2 separate regions of the Mus musculus genome follow, and region 1 is linked to region 2. A link is a contact called in public Hi-C data. All regions are on one chromosome and are shown on one strand. The core of a region is the stretch at or near the end of the contact, and the rest is flanking DNA. Distances in the headings are between cores, read along the strand shown. Region 1 overlaps Pan3 (PAN3 poly(A) specific ribonuclease subunit). Region 2 overlaps Flt3 (FMS-like tyrosine kinase 3).

The links. A called contact is a pair of places that touch in the nucleus more often than the background predicts.
Region 1: a contact with region 2 is called in a Hi-C map of centrocytes, with 1.9 times the contacts expected there. The contact joins two enhancer-like sites. A contact is called at or near these places in 3 of 484 Hi-C or Micro-C datasets (CD4 T cells, centroblasts and centrocytes), 1 of 115 datasets of contacts at active chromatin or transcription factors (memory CD8 T cells) and 1 of 9 other capture datasets (liver).

What each region holds. Positions count from the first base shown.
Region 1 is chr5:147,472,590-147,477,055 of GRCm38.p6, reverse strand. The region is part of intron 4 of Pan3 (PAN3 poly(A) specific ribonuclease subunit); the gene reads right to left. Among named protein-coding and RNA genes, the nearest start is that of Pan3, 45 kb to the right of the region's middle. Within about 2 kb of position 2,950, at least 27 of the 459 cell types and tissues checked have an H3K27ac peak or open chromatin away from gene starts, as enhancers often do. A contact at or near this core is called in centroblasts and centrocytes, where this site is marked.
Region 2 is chr5:147,338,923-147,343,437 of GRCm38.p6, reverse strand. It overlaps Flt3 (FMS-like tyrosine kinase 3), which reads left to right. Exons shown (of 24, transcript NM_010229.2): 20 at 2,103-2,225. Among named protein-coding and RNA genes, the nearest start is that of Urad, 19 kb to the right of the region's middle. Within about 2 kb of position 2,232, at least 83 of the 459 cell types and tissues checked have an H3K27ac peak or open chromatin away from gene starts, as enhancers often do. A contact at or near this core is called in centroblasts and centrocytes, where this site is marked.

The DNA of each region.
Region 1 (4,466 bases), core at 1,701-4,200, 130 kb before region 2:
ATGTGCCTCTGTACAGGAAAACCTTAAAGGTGCAACCAAGTCACGTGCTATATGCATGGCTGCAATTACAGTAAGCACGGTTATTTCTCCCTGCCCTACTCATTGCTCTTTGTTGTTGTCACCCTAAATAAGAGTAATCAGCAGTGACCAGTGCCACACTCAGTAACCACACCACTTTACTAGCCTTCTCCTGAAATTACACCAGAAACATTCTACTTCCCTTAATATGCCCTTCACTCGTTTTGTATTTGAAAACCCTTATCTTATCTTTTCTTTTCTTTTTTTTCCTTTTCTTTTTTTTTTAAAGATTTATTTGTTTATTTTATTTATGTGAGTACACTGTAGCTGTCTTCAGACACATCAGAAGAGGGCATCAGATCTTATTACGAATGGTTGTGAGCCACCATGTGGTTGCTGAGAATTGAACTCAGGACCTCTGGAAGAGTAGTCAGTGCTCTTAACCGATGAGCCATCTCTCCAGACTCCGGAAAACCTAGCTTTTTTTTTGGGGGGGGGGGGGGGAGGACAGGGTTTCTCTGTGTAACCCTGGCTGTCCTGGAACTCACTCTGTAGATCAGACTGGCCTTGAACTCAGAAATCCGCCTGCCTCTGCTTCCCAAGTGCTGGGATTAAAGGCGTGCACCACCACTGCCTGGTGTCTTCTTTTTGACCTGGCCCCTAACCGTTACTTCTTCCACTTCTGACACTAACTCATCTCTCTAGCTGTAGACAGAAAGTAAAACAAGCCCGAAAGAGAGATGCATGTTGCAGATAACGAAGCCAGAAGTGCAGTCATCTAAGTAATAAGCCCTTTGCAACTAAACACCTAGAACCAGTCATGGAGCTACAGAATTTTCTATTTACCCTTCTGGGTTTCAGCCTTGTGTTGGTCCAGTTTTTCCTGGCTGTGCTCCCATTTATTATAGTATATTCTATGCCATTGTATGTTGGAAATATATAATTTGCTTTCTTTTCTTTTTTTTTTTTAATGATAGTTAAGAGATCATTGTGTCAGAAGAGACTTTGGGCTTTTGAACAGCGTTGAAATTGTCAAACACTCCAAGGGCATCTAAAATTAGACTAAATCCATCTGCATCATGATATGGCCATGCCTATGGAGAATACGGAGCAGAGTGTAGCCAAATGAATAAGAAATGTTCCCCTAGAGCAGTGGTTCTCCACCTTCCCAATGATACAGTTCCTCGTGTTGTGGTGGCCTTCCACCAAAAATTTACTTTGTTGCTATTTTCTAACTGTAACTTTGCTACTGTTAAGAACTGTAATGTAAAATATCTGATATGCACACGGTCTAAGGCTGCCCCTGTAAAAGGGTCCTGTGAAAGACCCCCAAAGAGGTTGAAACCTACAGGTTGCAAGCTGATGCACTACAGGCTCATGTACTTCGACACTTAGCTCTAGCTAGCAAGCTGGTGGTACTGTTTAGGGGTGGCAGTGAAAGAACCTTTAGAAACTGGAGCCTTTGATAAAGGAACTATGTCACTAAGGGCATGCTTTGAAATTTTACAACATTTCCTGTTCTCTGCTTCCCATGTATGCAGATGAAAATGTTATGTACTTGCTAACTAACATGCCCTCCTCACCACTCATGTGCTCTAAACCTCTAGAACCAAAAGCCAAAATGAACCCTTTCTTTACTAAATTACTTTTGGGTGTGGTATTTATCACAGCAACAAAAAGCTAACTAATACAAATGCCATTAACTTCTAACTAGTAGATAGCCTTATCAAAATTATTTTCAAGTGACTGGTGAAAGTGCAAACTTCAGCTAAGGGATGAACGAAAGGCATGAAAGGAGCTCACACAAGTAGGAACTAGGCTCCCAAATCTGCTGCACAGTTGCCCAGACATATGAGCCCTTTCCTTATGTAGTATTCTTTCTTGCTGGTTACCAAGATAATAGAAGATAAACATGGCATATTTATAAGTTAGAAGGAAGAAATCTTTCTACAGGAAGAAGTTCTTGAAAAGCCAAAGCAAAGATCTGCAAACAGCAGTAAAGCCAGATTCCAAGGCATCCTGTACCAGGAGAGAACACAAACCACAGCACCAAAGGGTCTGAATAAGAATCTCCCAGGTTCACTGGCCATTACTTACCAGGAAACAGCAGGCTGGGTAGAATCAGGGAAAGGGAATGGGGAGATGGAGACAGTGCTAAGGGGATGGAGGCAGAGAGCACTGCATTCACTTCAAGGGACTGCAGTCACTGCAGTTCTCTAACTCTCCAAAGTCCCAAGGAACTCTAACCTAATAATATATAACCTAATATAAGCAAACTCTTACACTTACTAATTCCAGTCTATTCCATCAAAATCTATAATATTCCTATCCCTGGGCCCTAAAGACTAAAACCTACCTGAAGTAGCACTCTAACCTAGTGAGTAACTAAAGAACTAAGCATATCTAAGGAGCTTCCAAAACTTCTCTGAGTTCCTAAAAGAAGCACCAGTTAGAGAAAGCACTCACAGAAGGATCTGTGATCCATAACACTAACGTGCACCTACTTATGAAGTAGGTCTCAAGAGGGTGAAGTTACATCAAAGGAGATACTGACAAGTAGACAAGGAAATCAAATGGATCCTCTCACAAACCTGCCAAGGTCCAGCCTCAGCGTGAGAAGGGTCCTGAGAGAGGCAGGGATGGGAGTGGTGCTGATTCAGTAATGACTCAGGGTCAGTAGCAGATGCAAGCTGTCAGTTCAGGTGCTCTCTGTTCCCTGAGGATTCTCATCATTTTCCTTCTTTTCCTTTCTGACCAGAGAGCCTAAACCCAGTCTTTTATTTTTTAAATTATATCATCAAGGCTTTGCTCATTGTTCATAATATTTAAAATTCTTACATTTACATAAATTCTATTGAGTCTCAGATCAATAGTCCCAAGCCTCACTCCCTTAGAGCAGAAACTAAACACAAAGCAAAAGCACATTTCCTCATAGGTTTTACATAGCCTGTTCTTCACGGCTAGCTAGGCACAGCTCTTGCGGTTTCTTGGTACAGCAGACAGCAGTCTTTTAGTAACTATTTTCATGGAAAATCGAAAGATGATATACTACTAAAGTTAAAATGATTCCTTACAAAGTTTTAAACTTTAGGTTAAGTAACACAGTGAGCTCTTTGTCTCTCCAGGCACTATCAACTCCAACTCTTCAAGTAGCCAGAAGAACAAAGTACTAACTTTTTATATGCTTATCTATCATCTTTTTATTTCTCTAATCTTTGCTTCCTATCCTAGCAATTCCAATGCCCTCATGTACTCTCCTTCTAGTACCATTTGTTCTAAATTATACATCATAAGTCTTTCTCCTATAAAACTGTCTATCGTTCACTCATATTTTATAGATTACTATTTTTTTCTATCCGTGCCTTTTCTTCTTGAGACCACTTTAATTCTGTCCTTGATGTCCCCAAGTTCACCCTGGCTAATTAATGCAGCAGTCATTGGACCAGAGGGTACCTGTATCTCCTCACGATTTTAAATTCAAGGCCAAGTCTGGCAATGAACTATTTCAACAAAGGACCACGTAGGCTTTTATGGCCTCTGTGGTTATGTTGTCTAGATCCTTTCCCATGGCCCTAAAGGCCAAGCAGAAGGCATGCTCCTCATCCTCCTCAGCCTCATGACCACCTCCATTCCTCACTCCTGAGAACCACATCTGTTTCATTGATTATGGCAACGGGGGAAGTATATTCCCCAGAGAGAGACTGAAAGTAAAGTAGTAAAGACAGCAGATCAGCTTGAGGGCAACAGCATCCATCAGCACGTGTGGGGACCGTGACGATCAACAGCCTGGTAATGCTCCAGGGGCAGGAACTGTGTCACACCTCCCCTTATGCAGCCATGCCGGACCCAGCACAAACCCAACAGTCTTCATGCATTTCATCATTTTACCAGATAAGCTACTATCACAGTAATGCGAAAAACTTATGGTTCATAACTATTTTAAAACTTCTGAGGCAGCATGAATGCCTTTAATACATCAGTACTTTCAGGCAAATTCTAATCTCTAATACCACAAACATTTTATAGAGCTTTACATCACTCAATCCTGTCATTCAAGTAGGCATCAGATTCTTACAAGATGAAACATGGTCACCAAGCACACATCCATACATGCAAACAACTGTACACGTAAAATAATTCTTATAAAAACTAAAATAAAGCAAACAGATATGAAGAATGACACCAATGTCAACTTCTGGCTCCAAAAGCACACACATAGGTGTATGTACCCATGCATGCATGACACACACACACACTAACACCTATATATACATATGGTTTTAGAATAATTACTACAAAATTACACATAACTGCTCAGTAAAAGAAAATCAAAGTGATGTTTACAATAATGACCAAAATAATTTGAGAAAAAAAGTATAGTTTCAAATAGTGCACAATTCAGTGGAAAACGACAAACAGATTAAAGAAAATCACCCAAAAATAGAAAA
Region 2 (4,515 bases), core at 983-3,482:
AAATTATATATTGTTTTACTCTCTATGTAAAAATATTTTATGCACAGACATACACACATACACACACGCATATATGGGGGATTTGTTAGAGCGGCTTACAGGCAGCAGTTCATGTAATCCAACAAGGTGCACGAGACTGGATGTCTCAGAAATCCCCATCTGGAGTCCCGGGGAAGTCTTAGAAAGCAGGTGGTCCTGGGTCTACATTGGGATCCTGAAGAAGTCAGTGAGAAAGCAACCACAGCAGCAGAGCAGATGGACTTGCCAGTAAGAGTGAAGGCAAGCAGGCAAAATGCAAACGCTTCCTCCTTCATACCCTCTATGGCTGCCACCAGAAGGCGTGGCCCAGGTGTTAGGCAGGTCTTCTGACCTCAGAATCCAGAAATTCTCTGTCCCCCGTGCTGCCGAGCCGCAATGACCAGTTTAGATAATCCAGCACAGTTTGTTCATGTTCTCTAATTACAGCAGGCCTTTTTATTTTTACTCTTAGGTGTGTTATGACATGGACTTTTGAAGAGCATCCAGTTTTTTTTTTTTAAGATTTATTTATTATTATATCTAAGTACACTGTAACTGTCTTCAGACGCACCAGAAGAGGGCATCAGATCTCATGGATGAGATGTGAGCCACCATGTGGTTGTTGGGATTTGAACTCAGGATCTTTGGAAGAGCAGTCAGTGCTCTTAACCACTGAACCATCTCTCCAGCCCCGGGCATCCAGTTTTTAGACGGTTTGTCTTCACTGCAGCCTTCTGCTCCAATCATGCCAAGCACTGTGCTCTTCCCCACTCTGTGACTGTGTCACACATTTGTGTGGCTCCATGCGACACTGTGCTGGGGCAGAAAACCAATGAGGATGTGACTTCAGGGCCCACAGGTTTTATGTTTCTAGGAGAAAGACAAGCAGACCTATACATCAGATCAGTGTCTTGTGATTGATACTGTCACTAAAGTTAGCATGGCTACCCCAAGGAAAAAGGGGTGAGGAACAGGCAAGAGAGCAAGAGAGCCTCCCTCGGATGGAATCCAGAGGGAGAGGGACTAGTCAAAGCCAGTCCAGGCTGGGCAGCCTTCTTGCTGGTCAGAAGGAGCCTTCCCAGAGCAGCTGGGAAGAATACGGGCAGGGCAGGTAGTCAGGAGGACATGATGGGGATGGGGACAGACATCTAGGAGATGCCACATGAAGAAAGCCAGACTTGGAGAAGGAGGGCAGGAGTCACGGCACAGACATTCCTGTTTTTATAGGCTTTGTTCTTTTAAAGGCTGAGGAGAGCGTAGTGGACCCCCATGGACACCATGTGCTCTCTTACAGAGTTCATTCCCTTCAGAGACTCTGGGCTCTACTCTCATGTACTCCTCGAAACTCATCGTTATCTTCTGTCTGTCTGTCTGCCCCCTGTACCCTGTATGTGCATGTGAAAGCAAGTGTGTGTGTGTGTGTGTGTGTGTGTGTGTGTGTGTGTGTGTGTGTGTATGAGAATGTGGGGCCCATGTACCGTAGTGTGTGTGCAGAAGTCAGAGGACAAACTGTGGGAGTTAATTCTTCCACTGTGGGACCCAGGAATCGAACTCAGGACATCAGGGTTACATGGTTAATGCGTTTTCTCACTGAGCTATCATCTCTTTGGTCCCCCCAAACTCACTTCTTCTGAATGCTTTCTTCAATCTTAATCTATTTATTCATTTAGAGACACGACCTCTATGTGTAGTCCAGGCTGGCCTCAAACTTAGAAATCCTCCTGCCTCAGCCTCTCCAGTGCTGCGATTATGGATCTGCACCACTAGGCCTGTCAGATATGATGCACTTTTATTCTGAAAGCCAGTTCTTTATCCAAAAGGGATTCTGTTCTCGCACGCACACACGCACGCACAGGAAGCCGGCTGTTAGAAGCGTCTCTGGAGCTAGGCGAAGGCCCCCTTTGGCACTTCTTTGGCTCATAGCTCCAGGGATGCCTCAGATGACTGCAGCTGAGTTAACTTAGGACTCAGCCAGTGTTCTCGGGATGTATGACAGTCATGGGTCTCTGTCCTCTGTAACTGTTGTGAGTCTCTCTCTGAAGGTGTAAGTCACAGACCATGTCATTCAAGCCTCTCTCTTCCAGTGTGTCCACAGAGACCTGGCAGCCAGGAATGTGTTGGTCACCCACGGGAAGGTGGTGAAGATCTGTGACTTTGGACTGGCCCGAGACATCCTGAGCGACTCCAGCTACGTCGTCAGGGGCAACGTGAGCCGTTTGCTTTTTGTCACGAGTACAGGAAACACCTGCACTCTCTGTGATGCGTTTTTGATTTATGGTGACACCAAGGGGAGAAAAAAAAAACTCCCAGTGCTTCACTTCTTTAGGCTGAAAAGATTGTTTTGTGCTCACTAAGAGCTAAGCAAAATAGCCACGCATCTCTGGGGGGCTGGCCACTCAGAACAGATCCATTAGGGGTTGGCATGAGATCTTCACCTGAAAAAAAAAATGCCCTTACTCAGACCTGTTTCGGTTTCCTTAGCTATAAAGTGGCTTTATATGTGTTTTATGTTTCCGATCATGAGACAAGCTAGCATGTATAAAAAGCTTTTTGTTTTTTTTTTTTCTGAACAGGCAGCACACAGGTATTCACTATAAAGTTTAAAGGTGCTGTAGTTAACTGGTAGCGTTTGTTACCCTGTTACTATATGAAGAGTTCAGGAAGACTCCAAATACAACATAACTGACATGTGTTCGTTCAAAGAGAATGTGAGGGGGCCAGAGAGATGGCTCAGTGGTTAAGAGCATAGAGTGCTTTTCCAGGGGACCCAAGTTTGATACCCAGCACCCACGGCAGGATGCTCGCAAGCATCTATAACTCCAGCTCCAAGGAATCTAGTGCCTCTGGCCTCTTTGGACATGTGTGCTCATGTGCACATACTTACACATAAGTGAAAATCAATTCAAAGTATGATGAGGCAAAAAATGAATGTTTAAGAAGGGAAGAAAGAGAGAGAGAAAGAAAGATAGACAGAAAATGATAGATAGATAAACAGACAAATGATTGATAGATAAACAGACAGAAGACATATAGACAATGATAGACAGACAGATAGACAGTGAGATGTCTCAGCAGGTAAAGGTAGTTGCTACCAAGCCTGAGGGCTGGAGTTGCCCCCCAAAAACACATGGTGGAAAAACTGGAATGGTATAAGTTGACCTCTGACCTTCACCTGTGTGCCGAGCATGCACCCTCCCCCAGCGCCCACACACATGCACAGGAATAAAAACATAATTATTCTTCTTTTCATTTTTCAAGACAGGGTTTCTCTGTGTAGCCCTGGCTGTCCTGGAACTCACTCTGTAGACCAGGCTGGCCTCGGAACTCAGACAGAGATCTGCCTGCCTCTGCCTCTGCCTCTGCCTCTGGAGCACTGGGGCTAAGGATGTGCGCTGCCACCATGTCCCCCTGGCATCAAATTTTTAAAGAAAGAAAGAATGAAATGAACAGTAAGGGCTGAAGAGCTCAGGCGTAGAGCTCTGGCCTGGCCTTCGCGAGGCTTTGGTTCAAGCCTCAGAATGAGGAAGAAAAAGAAGGAATTAGGACACCTTGGTGCAAGTCCCCCTGGTGCTGTGTGTTCAGCCAGTGCTGGGGGAGGGGGGCAGGGGGGAGGGGGAGGGGAGTCTCAGTACCATCATCCCTGCTTATGAAATGACAGCAGCCCAGGCTGCCCCAGTTCCTCCTCTCTGCTCGACACTCTCAGTACTCACTTCGGTCTGAAAATACCCACTCTGTGAAGAGGAAATTGAGACAAAGAAAAGCAACTTGCCCGCGGTTGCTAACTTGCCCCGTGTGGATGTGAGCGTGCAGAGCCTGCATCCCTGTCGTTCACGGTGGTGTCCTCCTGACTAACTTCCTACAGGATTCTGATTTTACTTCCTAGGTTCTCAGAAACCAACCAATACAATCAATGACATAGCCCTTTAACCCAAAATGAGAACTCCAATGAATGCTCATCTCAGGTGGCTTAGAGCCGGTTCCCAGGGATGGTCGCTGGCTGTGGTTACAGTACACTGACCTCTCTGTGTGCTTATGGGGTTTTCACCCCACCAGTGGGCTCTCCTGTGGGAAGGTGAATTCCGTTCAGAACCTTCTGTTAATGAATCAGGTAACCCAGCCTGGACCACAGATTGGGCCAGTGACTCCATTTGCATAGGATTTAAAAGAGGATTTCCTTCTGGGGCTCTTCTTTAGCCTGGCCAATTAAACACATGAGGTTCCTACTGGAACCAAATCAGAACAAAACTCCGTGCCCCAGGAGCTAACCAGCCACTGTGTCCTGATGCAAATCAAAGCCTGTGCAAACAGAGGCCAACCCCCTGTCCCGCCTCTGGAAGTTATTCAAGCCCCGGAGGGCAGCTATGGTTACTCTAGGCATGATCACGTAAGTCCTTGAGGGCGATGCTTCTCAGTTCTGAGGAAAGCTCCCGTAAATGATTCTCCCCGCGGCCTTGAACTTGTCGACCTCTGAGCAAATACAGAGCTCTTCCTTAACGA